2 separate regions of the Gossypium arboreum genome follow, and region 1 is linked to region 2. A link is a contact called in public Hi-C data. All regions are on one chromosome and are shown on one strand. The core of a region is the stretch at or near the end of the contact, and the rest is flanking DNA. Distances in the headings are between cores, read along the strand shown. Region 1 holds the start of LOC108466049 (sucrose synthase-like). Region 2 holds the start of LOC108479631 (phosphoinositide phosphatase SAC3-like).

What was found. Hi-C and Micro-C count contacts between places; a contact is called where the count stands out from the background.
Region 1: a Hi-C map of leaf shows a contact between it and region 2, with 3 times the contacts expected there. The contact joins the promoter of LOC108466049 here to the promoter of LOC108479631 in region 2. A contact is called at or near these places in 2 of 5 Hi-C or Micro-C datasets (both in leaf).

Annotation. Positions count from the first base shown.
Region 1 is chr6:119,102,752-119,105,451 of ASM2569848v2, reverse strand. It overlaps LOC108466049 (sucrose synthase-like), which reads right to left and starts at 1,285. Exons shown (of 13, transcript NM_001330029.1): 1 at 1,170-1,285; 2 at 969-1,095; 3 at 726-877; 4 at 452-644; 5 at 1-320. The coding sequence starts at 1,267.
Region 2 is chr6:118,601,400-118,604,126 of ASM2569848v2, reverse strand. LOC108479631 (phosphoinositide phosphatase SAC3-like) reads right to left here and starts at 1,365. Exons shown (of 16, transcript XM_017782345.2): 1 at 544-1,365; 2 at 166-370; 3 at 1-71. The coding sequence starts at 657.

The sequences.
Region 1 (2,700 bases), core at 36-2,535, 500 kb before region 2:
GGGTACCCCAAAACGTTGTCTTGAGCAAAGTATCCGTGAGGAGTAAGGATGACAACATTGAACACCATGGGGACTCTCCCGAGGAACTTCTCAAGGGTGCAAGGATCAGGGGCCTCGAGAAGATCCAAAAGGAGTTGGATCATCTCCAGCACACGCCCCGCGGTATCACCCCAACCTCTCTCCAAACCGATTTCCTGGAACTTGTGTTCCAGTTCAGTGTACGGTGTCTCAGCTGGCAGTGTACCAAGATATTCTTCTGCCTTCCTCAATACATATTGAAGGGAATTCAGGTTTTGAATTCTGTCATTCAACATCATGTTCTGCAAAAACACCAACTAAGACATTCAGGACACTAAATCCATCATTTAAATCTTATGCTAAGAAATCTATGTTTTAGTATATGCAGATTTCAACTATAAAACACAAGCAACTGGTGCTTTATGTTGCATACCTTTCCTTTGTGGCAATGGACTTTGAGGAATTCAAGCAAAGGGTGCATACTCTCCTTGTCATGGAACAATTTAGCTGAAAGGTGGCGATTGAGGAACTCAACACCATTACCGATAGACTTGGAAAGAGTTGAGCGAGGGAAAGATGCATTGAAGGGCTCAAAATCCAATTCCAAAACGAAATTGCCATTTGCACTGCAAGAAAAATCAAAGAAACAGTGGTAAAATGAGCATTTACGAGTGAAGTAAACAGAAAATGAACAATTTTCAAGATACCTTCCATCAACAAGCTCCTCCTTGAAGTGAAGATACTCTGCAACAGTGAGTTCCTCAACAACAAGGGCGTGGACATTCACTTTAATATACTCCCAAACACCAGGCCTTGGACGAACTGCAAGTGCAACCCATGGTGGCAACACGATCGCTTCCTACAACACAAATATCACTAAAATCAACACTTGTGTCACAATAAAACCCATAAGAGAGAACAAAAAAAAAAAAAGGGGGTTTGTTTTATACCTGACTGGCTCTCAATATTTCAGAAAATGCTCCATCAGCGAGCTTCTTTCTGGTTTCTTCAGGGATGGCTTCAAACTCTAGGATAATTTGATGGTGTTGCAGAATCCCTTTTCCCTTACCCTCGATCCTACAATAGAAAACAACAAAACTAAGCATTTGCAAAAGGAAAAGCAATCGTTGAAGGGGTTATATTTAAGTTACCTTGTGAGCAAGGCCAAAACCTCGTTTCTATGGGCAATAAGGGTGTCATCCAGACGCTCTCGGAGGCTGTGTACTCGGGTGATCACACGCTCTGCCATTTTTCCAACTAAAAAAATAGAGCAAAAAACAGAGTAAGTGATTATGTAACATGATTATTAGTAACGGAGATGGATAAGCACCAAAAAAAGTCAAAACCAACATAGATCGTATACAATTCTAGAAGACATTATTTTTTTTTCTAAACCTACCACCTTAAGCCACCAACCACATGGAATAGACTTTAATGTTAATCAAACTATGGTTACTGTTCAACTTAATTTTGTTGCAACAAAACATTTAGGAGATGTTATTTTTATTCTTCTTTTTTATATTATTTAATTAATACCCATTAATTGAAACAGAAAGATAATATTAATGGAGTTGATTCAAAAAATCCTCAGAACAGCCATTTATTAAGTGGAGATGGCAGTGTTTTTGTATAGAAATTGAAGCAGAGTAACCCCTCTGTTGGTCGAGAAAACAAGAGTTTTTGTTTCAACATTTTGAGTGGAGAAATTTTGTTCCTTGGCTGGTGAAAGAAACTAGAGCCCAAGTCTCAGAAGCAGAAGGTGAAGAAAGAAGAGCAACATGGGGATGAAGAGAATTCAAAGGCAAAGAAAGTAAAAGAAAGAAAGAAACAGAGGATCAGGTAAACGAAACTAACCAAAGGGAGGGGTTTAACTAAACGAAGGAGAATGGAATGAGAGAAGCTGGAGTTTCAGCCCGAATTTATAGAGAAGAAAGCTGCAAATGCAAACAAATGACATACAGGAACTGCTGTTTAGAAACTTACTATTTGAGCTTCACACTACTTAATTATTTAATTTAATGCCAGTAATAATCGTATTTGTCTTGGAAGGAAAATAATGCTGTAGAATTATTAAATAAGGGTTAAGCTGGTAATTACAGACTCAATTTTTTTTTTTTAAAGATTTTAAGCAAATGTTTTCTTTTCCAAAAAGCGGAGAATGAAGCATTGTTACTGCACTCACCAATCATTCAACAAAGCAAATTTCCTTTTTCTATTCTTCTCTTTTTAAATCTTAATCAATTCAAGTGCAACTCTTAAATGATATTTGAGAATAAAATATTAATTTTTTTCTATTCCACTTTAATTTATAATGAGGTAATTAAATTATTAGGTTTGTTTGAGATAGATATTTCAACTATTTTTAGTCTATTAGAATAATTAAATTTTGATTCCATTATTAAAGTTGCTATTTGCATGTCAGTCAATTAAATTTTGTCGTGTCATCGTCTCACTAAAATATAAGTAAATAAAAATATATATTAATATCAAATAAGAAAATTACCTCCCCACCCATCCCTCTCCCCTCTCGCCCTTGGGTAATATTTGTGAATCTGAAAAATTAAGTGTAGGCCATTGTCAACCTGAAGATCCAGAGAACATATACTGTGTCTGGTTAGTAATAATAAACTTGTGCCAAAATTTATTTATTACTCTCACAATTCATCAGTGTATCGGTTGAAT
Region 2 (2,727 bases), core at 116-2,615:
GCGAATTGAGCCAATCTGCCTTCTTTTTGTAATAAGCAGCATATAATAAGGCCCCAAAAATTTAATAAACCCTAAAACATGGAACAATTTTTACGTATTAGATTAACAACATTTGAATAAAATTAATAGTCTCCTAAAACCATAACCTAATTTCAACATCCATACCAACAATGCCATAACAAATTGTAACGAATCTCAATCCACCGGTGGATATATTTCCTTCATGTATCCGCCTCAACAGCTCAGAGCATTCACTCTCTGTATACGTGGTAGAGTCTTCCCGAATGTTCAGCTCGGAAGGATCAAGCCGGTCTATCTTTAACACTCTCCAATAAGTTCTACTCTTATCCCTTCCAATCATATAAAAGTTCTGTACACAAACACCAAAATAAAAATAAGTTCAACATCAAAACAAATCTACTTAAGTAAAATTACATCAAAATCAAGTTGATAACAACGAAAATTAAAGATATCACAATGAGCTCAAAGCAAACAAATAAACAATAAAAAAAATTAAAAAACAGAAATGAAAGAAAAAATTACCGATCGAGTTTCGTAGAGTCTGAATTTCTGCATACATGTAGAAGTTTGAGATTGGGAGGAGCTCTCATGATTGTCAATATTATCGCAGCAATATTTTGCAGCGGAGGATTCCATGGTAACCTTCTTTTTCCTCACCGTTGTTATTTTTCAATTTCAGGTTCAGATCTCCCCCCCGAGCCCCAGGCTCAGGGAATTTATCAGAAGAGCATGCACTAACGATGGAACTTTCTCGCTATTTACCTTTGGTTTACGTTGAGAGAAAAATCCATACCTCAATACGGAAATTTGCCTTATTCTTGCCAAACCACAATCGGTCCTCCTTTGCAAATAATGGAGCTTGGCTGCTTCAAATACAGCATCTTCTTTTGAAATCGAAAGAAGCAACAAGAAAACGGGAAACTCAGGAGACCTGGCTAAGGACGTTTGACCGACCTTTCCTTAATCCCTAACTCCAATTATCTTCCCCTTCACACCCAAATGTCAAACGCCGAATTTACCCCAAATTCGACATGATTTGTGATCTTTCTCCAATCAGGGCCGAAATTGCAGAGATCGAAAATAAAATTAAACAAGATTGTATTTATATATCATTTTAACATATAAAAACGGGAATCTTATCGTTTTTCTTCTGTGCAGCGGGCTAAAAATAAAATTGGAAGTTTATAAAAGAAGGGAAGATCGAGATTTAGAGTTTATTTTTATTTTAGATGAAAAGGTAGCTGCTAGGTTAATATTAGTGATGTAGGAGCTGGGTTTCCTTTTTCCTTTTTTTTTTTTTTTTTTAATTTCCTCTTAATATGATGATGTCGTGTTTAAAACTATATCAAGAAAAGCCTAATTAATTAATTATGTTATTTCCCTCTTCCACCCTTGTGCATCCCTCTACTTTTGCTTTCACTCCCTCTACTTCTCACACATTTTAAATTTAGTCTTTTCAGTTTTGATTGCGATTATGTGTATTTTTTTAAATCCCATGCATCCAATGTTCAATTTGAAATGTAAACATCTTTATTTTGAATCTTGGTTTTTAACACTAGTTAGTGGTGTGTTTGTACACTACTTAACATTCTCTTTTGTTATTTAATAAATTCTAATACACTACTTACATTCTCTTTTCTTATTTAATAAATTCTAATTTTCTAGAACTTGTTTAACTAGCATTGTAATTCTTATGTCATGTTTGGTAATAGAAAATTAAGAATAATATTTTAGAAAAAAGTAATTAAAGTTATCAACAAGTGGTTGGGTGCAATGCTAAGGCACATTACACTTTTAAGGGAAAAATTTAAGTTCGAACATTAGAGATGACATTGTTAGAAGGATGGATAGTAATGAATCTTGAATATGAAATATAAAAGTACTTACTCATCTAATTTAAGGGATTTTTTTTTTTTACTATCATATCAATTAGACTTCCATTGTTAAATTGAAATAGTTGATTAAATAGTTAAATTTTGAATTTTAAGGAAAATTGATAAATTTCACCCTTAAGTTTTATATTTTTTTGCCACTTTTAAAAAACAATTTGGCCCTCAATTTTGTATAAAAAGTTGAATTTGATGATCAATCTTTTTAAAAGAGTCGAATATTTTTTTAACAAAAATCTTGATTAAAACTTTAAATTTTTAATTTTAAACATGGAAGCTCTGTATAGCAATTCACATGTACTTGATGCTAATTTTTGAAATTTTACAATTTTTTAAAAAATTGAATATGTTTATTATTTTAAATTATTTGTTGGACTGTCAAGTACACATAAACTATCATGTGGGCCATCACGCTAACATCGTTAAAAATTGACATTTTAATTAGTTTTTTGTTAAAATATAATTTAATTATTTTAACATTGTTAACGACAAATTAAGCTAAAATAATAAGAAGAACCAAATTGACAAATATTATAAACATTAAAACTAAATTTATCATTATGTCAATTTGTATTATTATTTTTTAACTATTATTATTGAAGAAGTCTAAGAATACAATCACTAATAATATACATCCCATCCATTAAAATAAATATAAACTTAATATAAAATACAACTAACTTATAATCAAAATTTATTCGAAACTAAATTAGAAAAAATTGTAGAATATTTATACAAACTCAAACTTAAATATTAAATAATTTAAAAATTATCTACGCATAACATTTATACTTAATTATTATAAATTTAATGTTTT